3 separate regions of the Mus musculus genome follow, and all the other regions are linked to region 2. Evidence: chromatin contacts called from public HiChIP or PLAC-seq and promoter capture Hi-C data. All regions are on one chromosome and are shown on one strand. The core of a region is the stretch at or near the end of the contact, and the rest is flanking DNA. Distances in the headings are between cores, read along the strand shown.

Region 1 (3,776 bases), core at 841-3,340, 670 kb after region 2:
GTGATGCCTCCGGGAGTATGTATCTGGTGGAGATAAGGTAAATGCACAAATGTTTCAAAGAAAACACAGTTCAAAACTGAACAAGATGCACAAACCACCCTGGAGGGTCTATGGGGAAATAATAACTGGGCAGGCTGGGCTAGGGACAATTTGGGGAGAATCAGAAAAAGAATCCCATGGAGAATATAGCCTTTGATTCTAGCCTATGCACTGCCCAAGAGCACTATTTGAAAAAGGGACCTTAAAGATGGAAGAAATCTGGGAACAATGGATTGGGAATCTACTTCTAGCATTTACTGTGCTTATGGGATCAGCCGAGCTCAGGAGCTCTAGACCAGCTTTGGCAGCATGAGTCCCAGGCAACAAACACAAAACAAATTGGATGTAGTGAAACGCAGGCAATCCCAGCACTCTGGAGGCTCAGGCAGGAGGATTTTGAGTTTAAGGCCATCCTGGCCTATACAGGTCAGACCGTGTTTCAGAAAAAGAACACTAAAATGCAGGGGCCAGAGGTGTAGCTCATCTGGTAGAGAGCTTGCTGAGGTTCAGCCCACAGCACAGCACCAACCACTTGTGATGGTACAGTCTGTAATCCTAGTAACAGTAGCGGCGGCAGGAACCAAGAGATCCAGGCTACAGGGAACCTTTTCTTCAAAATAGAGCTGGAGAGATAGCTCAGCACTTAAGAGAGTGTCTTGTTCATTTAGAAGACATGGATTTGGTTTTTTAGCGATTACATCGGGCAGCTCACAACCACCTGCAATCCCAGCTCCAGCGGATCTGTCAGCCTTTTCTGGCCTCCGCGATCACCCAAAACGCATACAGAACACACACACATAGATAAAAAAAAAAAAAAAACCTAAAAGTGGACAAATGAGCAGTAGACAGGGTTTTGGGAGAATACTGTTGCTGATGGAGGGAACAACACAGGCGAAACATGAAGATGGGAGTAAGGAAGGAGGTTAAGTTTTCTGGTCAGGATGCGGTATATATGTGAAAAGTAAAAACAACTGACTTGGGTGCCAATGTGGGTTTATATTCAGGGAAAAACTGAAGAATCTTTAAGGGGTGGGTGATACTGGGGACTACTGCTGCCGCTCTTCTTCCTCCAGTGTGTCCTAAACGGTTTCTTTTGTCTTTGTGGGCACAGCAACATACCAAACTTCAGAAAACCAATGAAACAAGAGAACTCTTCTCTTCTACCTAGAGTCGGGTGTGTGTGTGTGTGTGTGTGTGTGTGTGTGTGTGTGTGTGTGTGTAAGGGGATTGGGGTGGGGATGAGGGAAGGATGGATGAACGGGTGGGGGTGGCATCTCTCAAGAGTTAGGGCAGAAGACTCCAGTTAACTCTGCACAAGCCTAGGCCTGAAACTGGCACTGGTCTTCAAAGAGGAATGGACTACCAACAATTGGAGGGTAGTCAGCTCCCAGCAGACTACCCAGCAGGCCTGAGTACCAAACAGAAAGACTTAGTATACATAGGTCGGTGATAAGAGCACTGGCTTAGTGTGTGACTGAGGTCAGTACCTTGTCAAGGGTGTGCGCGTGAGTTGTGCGTGTGTGTTGGGAGGATGTCAGAAGACCTGTACCACCCAGGTGGACAGGGACCTGTATCTATGTTCAGTGATCTTAAGGTTTCCTGCCACCGAGATTTTGATGTCATTAAGGGGGTACCACTGAGCAAGCAGGCTGCCCAATGAGGAATCCGGAAAGGCAAGCAAAGCTTGGTGGGGGTGTACTGTGGCCAGGGCAGGCTTTGGGCGGACTCTTTCTTGTCTGCACGGTTTTGGGGTCCACATGGGTCCCAGGACTCCTCCGTGGGCCTCTGTCGGCTCACGGGCCTCGGCGAGCTCCCGCTTCCGCAGGGCCTTCTCCGACAGGACCCGCACACTGCAGTCCGGGCTCAGCTCCCTTAACCCCACCAGCACACGGACCTCTGGGGCCGTGGAGAAGCCGGCCGCGGAGGGCGGCGCGCGCCATGCAGGTCCCGCAGCTCCCCGCCTCGGCCTCGCGCCTGCCGCCCCCGCGGCACGGCCAGCCGCAGCCCCAGTGAGGAGGAAGAGGCGGAGGAGGAGGCGCCGCCCCCTTGGCGAGCTCGGCGCCCGGGCGGCCTTGGCAGGACCCATGGCGGATCTCTCGCCTGCGCCGGCCCTGCGGGAAGGCGGCCCCCGTGCGCACCGGCCCTCGGCGCCCTCCCCTCCGCCGCGCTCTCGCTCCACCTCGGAGCCCGAGGAGGCCGAGCTGTCGCTGAGCCTGGCCCGCACCAAGACCCGCTCGTACGGCAGCACGGCCAGCGTGCGGGCGCCTCTGGGCGCCGGCGTCATCGAGCGCCATGTGGAGCACCGGGTCCGCGCCGGGGACACGCTTCAGGGCATCGCGCTCAAGTACGGAGTCACGGTGAGCAGGGCGCGCCGCCGCGGCCCCGGACCTGCGGCCCTCGGGCGGGGTCGGGGGTGGGAGCGGAGGGTGGGGAACAGGCCGTGCGTCCCCGCGTCCCCGCGCCGCATCCCAGCGCGCACTGCTGCAACTGCAGTGGGCGCCTAAGCTGCTGCTGCTGCTGCTGCTGCTGCTGCTGCTGCTGCTGCTGCGGAGAGGGGCGGCCGCCAGAGCTCCCCCGACCAGCTAGTGCATGGCCTTCCCAGTGCCCTGCCAGTCTCAGCTCGTATCTGTCGCGCGAGAAACAAGGAGGCCCGCGTTTTGGGCACTACCCACAGCCACCTTTCCCCGTTTTCCTCCCCGGAGCTCACTACCTATTTACTCAAAGCCACACCGATACGAATTCTGCGCTGTGTAAACAAGCTGTGATGAGTCAGGATGTACAGTTCTTCCCGTGGATGGTTCTGGTTCTATCGATTCTGCTTCTTTATTTAGAAGTGAAATTACACCCCTGTGCTCACTGGCGACCCTGAACGTGACACCTGTCTAAACAGCAGCCTGGAACTGTGGTCTAGGTGAGCTGGAGGGCCGTGTTTTACGAATTTATAAGGGTGTGCGTCTTGGGTATATTTCATTACACCTTGGGGAAGATCACGGAAACCCGAGGGAACAAATTGTTTCATTAAAATTACTTATAATTAACTGTGAGCTGTGTGATGGCCTTTTTACATTGGAACTCAGTATCCGTTTTCAATGATCTTTCCTGAAAGCGTCGGGGCAGCAGTCAGAATTAAAATGATCTCGCCTGTATCTTCAGAGTAACCTATTTTGCATATTTAACCAGGTGTTTGTTTACCAGCAAGTCTTTCTATCTATCATTTAAGCGTTTTGAGAGCTTGATCAAACCATTTTGAGACCCTTCTCCACAGTTCTAAATGTTCTTACAGCCTGCCTTCAAGCATTCACTGAGGGCTGGTTTGGGTCAGAGCCTAGGAAAAACAGAACTGAAAAAAAAAATCTAAGTGTATGAGTGTTTTGCCTGAATTAATGTATGTGCACCTTCTGTGTGCCTGGTGCCCAGAAAGACCAGAAGAGGGTGTCAGTTACCCTGGTAATGAAGTTACAGAGGTTTTGTAACTCATCATGCATGTGCTGGGAATTGAACCCTGGTTCTCTGAAAGAGCATCCTGTGCTTTTAACTACGGAGCCACCTCTCCTGCTTCTGTTTGTTTCCGCGTTTTTCTTACTTAATTTGGCTTTCATAAGAAGCCTAAGGGGAGACAGGTGTGGCTCATCTTTCTGCAGATGAGAAGGTAGATAAGTGGTCAGGGTATTTCCAAATATGGTTATTACCAAGACCGGCTTGAGTTGACACAGGGATAAAGGGTCTTCTTTGCTCTA
Region 2 (3,783 bases), core at 1,232-3,731:
GGGTGAAGTGGCACACGCCTTTAATCCCAGTACTCTGGAGGCAGAGGCAGGCAGAGTTCTGTCAGAGGTCAGCTTTGCCAGGTCTACAAAGGAGGTTCCAGGACAGTCAGAACTACACAGTGAGATCCTCTCTTGAAAAACAAAGCACAAAACCAAACCAAACCAAAAAACCTAGAATCTCACTCTGTGGCCTTGGTTGACCTGGAATTCATTGTGTGGTTCAGGGTGGTTAAGGCTAGGAACAAACTTACAACAATCCTCCTGTCTCAACCCCAGAATGCTAGGATTACAAGTATTCTCTGAATGTGTTCTATTTCTGCATGTAATTATATTTATTATTGTGAAGGGTGTGTGTGTGTGTGTGTGTGTGTGTGTGTAGGCCAGAGAACAACTTGGGGGAGTCAGTCTTTTCTTCCACCATGTAGGCCTAGAGCTGGGTTGGTTGAACTCAGACCTCTAGGTTTGGCAGCAAGCACATTTTACCACCTAAGCCATTTTGTCAGCCCATTTTTTCTGTTCTTTATATGTCTAACAAAATAAGCCTGGGATAGGGGGTGATGGGTCACACCTCTTGTTGTGTCTTCATCTATATTCCACAACATTCTACATATTCTACAATAGCTGTTGTCTGACTCCAGATGTTGTGCTAAATTAAGTATTGCGGACTATCTATGACTGTTCTGTATATCTTCCATTACCAAGGTTAACCAGGAAGTGATCTCAAAACAAATCAAACTTTTGCCCCGTTTTTAAACCACATAAGACCTTATTAAATAGTACCCATGGGAAGTCTACCAGGAGTTAATGTTTGTAGCCATCACTATATCAACAAAGTCTTCCCATTGTCCAAAGGCCTACTTCCCACTGCCAGAACATCCCAGTGACTATAGTATTCGTTTGCTCAAACTAGCTTTGGAGCTAAAGTTAATAACTTCAGTTGTATACTTTATTTTATTGTACATGTCTAATCATCTAGAAAATATCACCTTTTCACAACCTAAATTTCATATATTTGATCTGAAGCAAACAAGTGATGATAATGATAATGACAATGACCATGGCTGGAGAGATGGCTCTGCAGTGAAAAGAGTTTGTAGAGGACCTGTATTCTGTCCCCAGCTTACAACTCTAGTGCCAGGAGATCCGACGCCCTCTTCTGGCTTTTAGATGAACTGCATGCATGTAGTACACAGATAAACACACAACTACCCATACATATAAGTACCGTTATTTTATTTTTAGGGTCTTGTGCATGCTAGGCAAGCACTTTACCACTGATCAGTAGTCCAAGCCTCACACATACATGAAAAATAAAATCTTTACATTATCATCATCATCATCAACAACAATAAATAAAATTGCCAATCTTGTGCTTTACAAAAACTGTGGGTTAAAAAAATAACCCTCTAAAAATGTAGAAACGGAAAACTATAGAGAGAGTCGACCACAGATGATCTTAGTCCTTCCTGTTGTGATTCTCATATGCAAAAAGAAAAAAAAAAGGTTCTTAAAAAAGCATGTTTTTTTCCCAATGAAACTAGACCCTTGCAATTTTGTACTTCTTCATTTGGGTTTGCCTATAAACTGAGTGGCTAATAGCTGCAACCCTTGTTGCTTTTTTTAGCTACAGCAATTCTTGACATCTGTTTGTGTTTAAATGATGACACAACATCAGAACACGCCGTGTCATCGTGTCACATTGTTATAGCACAACAAGAAAATTACAGCTCCCCAACAATAACATGGTGTCAGAAGTGTCCGCTTGGCGGTGAGTCAGTGCTCTAGAAGTTACAAGCTATTTTTAGCTCATCCAGTGCTTCTGAAGCTTGGGTTCTTAAGTCCTAGAGATGCAGAAAATCTAGGGGTGCAGTGGGAACAGGCCTTCCTTGGTTTCCAAGTACCCTTCTCTGGAAGGTATGGCTCCCCACCTTCCTGTCCTGGCCACATCAAACACGGATTCCATTGGGAAATTGCATGCATTTAAGGCTGGATTCCCAGTTCTTTTGCGCCAGGCCAGCATCCCTGTGGAGGAGTAGAAACTATAATTATCTTCCCGTCTGGGGTAAGCCCTAGGTTGACATCTCCCAGGTGACCCCAATGCACCCGGAGCGCAGTTCCTTGGCTGCTTAGGCGCGCGGTGCAGGCAGTCCCTGCGGGTCCCTGGGTCCTCTGAGACCCTTATCCGGGAAGACCGGTCCCCAATCTCCAACTCCAGGACGCGCGGCGGCGTTGCCATAACAACCGGCGCGCGCAGCCTCAGCGGAGGAAGTGACGAGAGTGGGTTGGCTGTTGTTGGGACACGTGACCAGGGTAGTGTTTTGACAGGGCAAACAGTGAGAGAAAGAGTAAAGAGCGAGCGAGCGAGGCGGGCAGGCAGCGGGGACGGTGGATGCGCGGGCGCAGCGTCTCGGCGTCTCGGCGTCTCGGCGGCCGCGGGGTAGATGCGCGCTGCGCTCGGGGAGGCGTGGCTCGGAGCACGGAGTGTGATGTGAGCGGCCGGGCGGCCGCAGAGAGCAGTGCCGGGAGGAGGAGCGAGGGGTCCCGGAGGGCGGCGAGCGGGCGGGCCATGGGAGCCGTTCCCGGGTGGGTTGAGCCACGCGTGGGTCGGCGCGGCTGAGGACATGCCCAGACTCTGCTGCTGACCGGCTCCGGCTGGAACCCGGCTACTGAAGCCTCGGAGGGGCTAGCCAGAGGGGATCCCCCGCAGGTGAGGCCCGGGGGGCTGCGGGGGCTGCTGCGCCCGAGCCCCTGCGGGGGTGCCTCGGTGCCCAGAGGCTACTGGACCGAGGGCTGCCTTAGCTCCTGTGGCCCGACTCTTCCTCCTCTGTGCCTGTACCTCCAGGGCATAAATAGATCCTGCTGGTGCTTCCGAGACGCTGTGTCAGAGGAGGACACCTTGGCCTGGAGAGCCCAGGGGCGGGGAACAGGGGTGCTAGGCCCGAGGACGCCGGGGGAGGCGGTGCGCAGACTTGAGCTGCTTTTTTTCGCCTTTCCTTCAGACCTGCCCAGGGTTCTGTCACCGCAGGTCTGCACCAGGAAGAGGCCCAACTTAGTAGTTTTCTTGCAAGATCCGGGGGAATTAAGACCCGTCTTTCTTTTTCTTTCTTATTTTTTTTTTTTTATGTTTATTTTGCTCTCTTAGCGTTTGGAAAACGAAGCAGAAGCCGTTGAGTCAGCCGTGTGCCGGTTGGAAGAACCCACACCTGTGTTTTACAGCACTTTGGGTGGAAATTGGATGCCAAAATGAAGCCAGACCGAGGTAAATGATTTATTTAAGTAGAGCTTGAGTTGTGTTTTGTTTCTCTGTCTCCTTCGGTGTTAACCTAATTTTCCGCAGGATCAACCATTCCTGTGTCAGACGTGACGAACTGTCTCTCTGAAGATACCAGACGCTGAGGGGAAAAAAAAGATGGACTTATGGAGTAGGTGGTTAAAGTCAGATGGGAAGGACCTGTTCTTAGAGAGTGTTTAGCAGGATGAAGGGGTCAAAGGAAGTGTTTGTTAGTGGCCACAGGCTTAGTATCCTTTTTAGTTGCAGTTCTTCAATTTTTTTAGGTGAAGTCAATCCAACTTCAGAAAAGTTTGTCAACTTTTGAAACTTGAGTTTGAACTTGATAAAAAGTAATATTTGTAGCCATTTGCATTTCATTCGCTGTTTGTTTGGGGTTTTTTTGGTGTGTTTTGTTTGTTTGTTGTTTGTTTTATAGATAGGGTTTTGTCAAGTTGTCTAGGCTGGCACAGGTCTTACCATGTAACCCAGGTAGGCCCAGAAGTCCCTAAGGA
Region 3 (4,159 bases), core at 1,609-4,108, 610 kb after region 2:
ATGACTAGTACATGGAAACAGACTGACTTTATTTGTTCTCTCCTGGATACACAACTACCACATGCTTTTCTTCCCTCCAAAGTGCTCTGGAGCAGGACATGGGCATAGTTCCAAAGAAAGTAAGCTTGACACAGGAATCCTATCTTACACACATAAGAACCCCAGTGTCTAGGACAGAGTAAGATGCCTACTTACTGAATTAGTTAATTACTGAAACACACACAACAAAAGAGGAAGAAAGCTGAGAGTGTACAGAAAAAGATGGAAGGAGAAGCTGGCGGGGTGGCATCCACCTGTAATCCCAGCATTCAGGATGCAGAGGCAGGAAGATCGGGAGTTCAAGGCTAACTTTGGCCACATTGTAAATCCGAGGTCCGTCTAGGGTATGTGAGACCCTGTCTCAAACAAATTTTTTTAACTGAAAATTAGACAAGTCCTGCAATCGTGTCTGATACTACAATTATCAGCACCTGTCTTAAAAGAACCATTATAAGCATCTTAAAATGTCTTTTAAAAATTATCTCCCCATTTTGGTTTTCAAAGTGTAACTTCTACTTAAGATATGCAAATTCTAAACTCCACTTCAAAATGAACAGGCATGGTGATTTATGCATGTTATGGGTGAAAAGTGTTGTCCCTACATGATGTAGGCCCTTAGGTTCTTTCTGTTGTACTGAACCTATTGTATAAATAAGCCACAAGCCAGTTGCTGGGAATTGAAAAATTATCTTTCTGCTTTTGTGGTGCTAGGTCCTTACACATGCTAGGCAAGCCTTTATTTACTGAGCTATATCTCCAGCCTGAAAAAAAATTGTTTTTACACTGAAAACCAGGAATTGTGATGGGATCTGACCTATAAGTATTTAATGTCTATCTGGTGAAGCGTGGCCTAATGGCCTACCACAAAGATGAAGGATAAATCAGCTACAGGGCAGTAATAGCCTCAAGAAGACACCTTTGGTCGGTCATTCCTGTCTAGCATCAAGGTTGGAATGATATACACATAGCCATGGTTTTCCAAATGGATTAATTCTTTAATGATAATAGGGATATGGTTCAGTGGATATGATCCAGGAGGATATGACATCAACTTCCAGGCTTCCACATGCATGTTCATACATGTGAACACACAAGAGCATGCAAAGACCTGAACACACATACACCATAGAAGGATAGGATGATCATGGGTTACCTGGCTACCACCAACCTCATTCTAAGATAAACTACAAATGCTGAGAGATGCAAGGCAAGGTCGTTTAAGATTGGAATATGATGGATGGCACGTGTAGAACCAGAGATGGGATTCAGTGTGTGTTCTCACCTTCTGAGCCTTCTCTCCTGGCCCTACTGTCAGCTCTTAATACATTATAGACATGGCCAGACTCGGTGGCTCCGTCTGTAATTCAAGTACTGGGAAGCTGAGGCTTAAAGGCCAGCCTGAGCTACACAGCTCAAAATATCAAAAAGAGATATATATGTGTATAAAATGTGTGACCAGGACTAGGAAGAGAACTAATAAAAAGGAGTCTGAGCAAAGCTATTCTTCTAAAATAATGACAGGTCAATTGATTAATCAATTTAATATGCAAAAAAAAAAACCTATTCCGAAGTTTTTCAGAAAAAGAAACATGAACTGCACTAAATGTCAGAAACCAAAGAAGACTGCTCATAGCCAGCAAATCTCCACAGGCTCATTTCCTGTTTAAGTATGACCTCCTGGGATAAGTTTTACTGCAGTGTTCATTACCAAAGAGATGACTGTGGTTTTTGGGTTTTTTTTTTTTTTTTTTTTTTTTTTTAAAGAGAAGCAGAGGTCAAGTTGGGAATGTGATTCTTAGAAGACAAGAAAGAGGGGGGTGGGTTGGATGGGAGAGTAGAAAGGGAACGTGGGTGGGGTGTGTGTGTGGTAGGATTCGAAAGGGGAAAGGGGATTCTTAAACAGAGAAGAGAGAGGGAAAGAGTCGAGAAAGAAAAGGAAAGTAAAAATTGGGGCTGTTTCCCATTTCTGTTTGTAATCAGAATGCAGACTTGCGGAGGAAACGCATCAACTTCTGTAAGCGAAGATACAACGACCCAGTCACGTCCTCAAAACAAACCCGCATCAGCTTCACAGCTGGCCCCAGCTGTGCTGCACAGGAGCCAGAAACTTATTCTAAGGCAGGGCAGAGCAGATAAGCAAAATGGCCAATGCAAGACACCAGATTTCAATCACAAAAAGGGTGTGTCCCAAGTTTTGTGGGTTTCCTCTCATCCAACAACAGCCAGGCAGCGAGATGAAGGCTGGGGTAGAGGGGCGGCAAGGCAAGGCGCTTCTCAGACAGCTTCCCAGCTACGCCGGTTCCGGAGCACCGGCCGGTCCCAAACCCAGACAGCCAAACCCCAAACCCTACGTAGACAGTCCCGAACTCCAGGAGACCGGTCTCAAATACTAGTGGCGGCCCCGAATCCCAGGCGGCCGGTTCCGAACCCCTGCTGGCCGGCCACAAGTGACTCAACCCCAGCCCAGAGCCTGCGCGCCTGGCCGCGGGCGACACCCAGCACAGCTCGCCGTCCCAGAACGGCCCGGCACCCTCTGCTCTCTAGCGAGGCCCGCGGGCAAGGCGCAGGAAGCACAGCCGCTCCCTTCTTAGTCGCCCAGGCCGGAGCGACCCGCTGCCGCGCCCGCCGACGGACTTCCTGGAAAGCACTGGGCTGAACTCACCTGTCTGGCCGCCGACCCACTGCACAGTCCGCAAGGTTTGAATCGCTCTTCCCGGCGCCCACACTCCGCGGTGCCTCAAGTTCAGGGAGTTGCCGAATCCTCCCGCCAGCTGCCCCTAAACCCGACCGCGCTGTCTGTATTGCTGGTTCCCCTTCACTGTCCCCTCCCACGCGCGTGCGTACTCGTGGGGCAGACTGCATGCTGGGAGTTGTAGTTCAAGGGAGAAGGGTGCGGCTCCATACATACGGACCTGGTCCTTTACAATGGGAAGGGTGTTGTTATAAGAGGGTACAGACACTAGGCTGAGAAAAATGCTTTCTGCTCCTGTATATGTACCTGCCCGTGACCCTCTGGAAGGTAGAAAGCCTATCTATAGGCTTTTTTTTTTTTTTTTTTTTTTTTTTTGGGTAATACATTTCCTTCTTGCATGGTGGGCCTTTTGTAAACAAATAATACAGAGTAAGGCTTTTCTTAATCCCTTGGTTACTAATGGGAGAGCGTGATAATGGGAAAGCCTTTCAAACTTGTCATGGAAGACAGATAAAAGCTAAGGAACTGGGATCGTAGCACAGTTGGTAGGGTGCTTACACAAGCATACACAAAGCCCTAGATTTAATTCCAAATAATGTATAAATTGGATGTGGTGTTACATGCCTGTAATCTCAGATCCCAGCAATTGAAGCAGAGGGAGGGGTACCAGAAGTTTATCAGTCAGTTACATACAGAGTTCAAGGCCAGTCTGGGCTACATGAGGTTTTTTTGGTTTGGGTTTTGTTTTGTTTTGTTTTGTTTTGTTTTGTCTTTTTAAAGCAATTTATGGCAGAAAAGGTCATAAATCGCACCAAGGTGTGGTGCCTCTAACTAAACAAAGGAGTAAAGGTGAGAAGCAGAGATATATTTCATTAATGCACACACCTAGGAAAGGATCAGATAAAGAAGTCAATAAGCCCATATGAGCTTTAGATTTAAGCAGAGCAACTGGGGCAGGAAGCATTCTTGTATGTATAATTGAGCAATCCTGGTCACAATGTGTCCTGGCTGGTCATTCTTTAAGACTGGTTCTGCAAGTTGTTCCCAAGAGTCCCTTTTGCCTGAGGGGGCAATGTCATTCTCAGAGGATAAGTGCTCATGTTCCAAGATGCATCCTCCCCACCATGGATGGGATGGGTAACTGACCATTTTCATGGAATCCAAAGTGACCACAGGTGCCTTTGAGGAGTAATTGTAAAAGCTGACTCTAAGATGTCTCTCATACTTTAGTTTTATGCCTTTATCCTGAAGGACCATGAGAGAAGTCCTTGAATGGTAAATATGTCCACATGCAGAGGTACCTAGGCAACCCAAAACAGGAAGGCAGACACAAAATGAAAGCATAGATGTTAGGGGTTACTCTGTTTTTAGTTATCTTATGGGTCCAAGCAAGGCAGTGGTTTTTAACAGATGCTGTTTCTAATCACC

What was found. Promoter capture Hi-C pulls out the DNA fragments that hold promoters and counts their contacts. HiChIP or PLAC-seq counts read pairs in DNA pulled down with a chosen protein or histone mark.
Region 1: a contact with region 2 is called in an H3K4me3 HiChIP or PLAC-seq map of pro-B cells, with 2.6 times the contacts expected there. The contact joins the promoter of Lysmd2 here to the promoter of Fam214a in region 2. A contact is called at or near these places in 2 of 115 datasets of contacts at active chromatin or transcription factors (pro-B cells and thymic regulatory T cells).
Region 3: a contact with region 2 is called in a promoter capture Hi-C map of pre-B cells. The contact joins the promoter of Tmod3 here to the promoter of Fam214a in region 2. A contact is called at or near these places in 6 of 39 promoter capture datasets (the C10 cell line, the HPC-7 cell line, embryonic stem cells and 2 more), 1 of 15 datasets of contacts at CTCF or cohesin (large pre-B cells), 2 of 484 Hi-C or Micro-C datasets (CD4 T cells and regulatory T cells), 5 of 115 datasets of contacts at active chromatin or transcription factors (the 230-238 cell line, bone marrow-derived dendritic cells, embryonic stem cells and 1 more) and 3 of 9 other capture datasets (adipose tissue, embryonic stem cells and liver).

Annotation. Positions count from the first base shown.
Region 1 is chr9:75,623,642-75,627,417 of GRCm38.p6, forward strand. Lysmd2 (LysM, putative peptidoglycan-binding, domain containing 2) reads left to right here and starts at 2,091. Exons shown (of 3, transcript NM_027309.2): 1 at 2,091-2,396. The coding sequence starts at 2,124.
Region 2 is chr9:74,950,572-74,954,354 of GRCm38.p6, forward strand. Fam214a (family with sequence similarity 214, member A) reads left to right here and starts at 2,482. Exons shown (of 13, transcript NM_001113283.1): 1 at 2,482-2,707; 2 at 3,143-3,259. The coding sequence starts at 3,244.
Region 3 is chr9:75,556,799-75,560,957 of GRCm38.p6, forward strand. Tmod3 (tropomodulin 3) reads right to left here and starts at 2,859. Exons shown (of 10, transcript NM_016963.2): 1 at 2,702-2,859.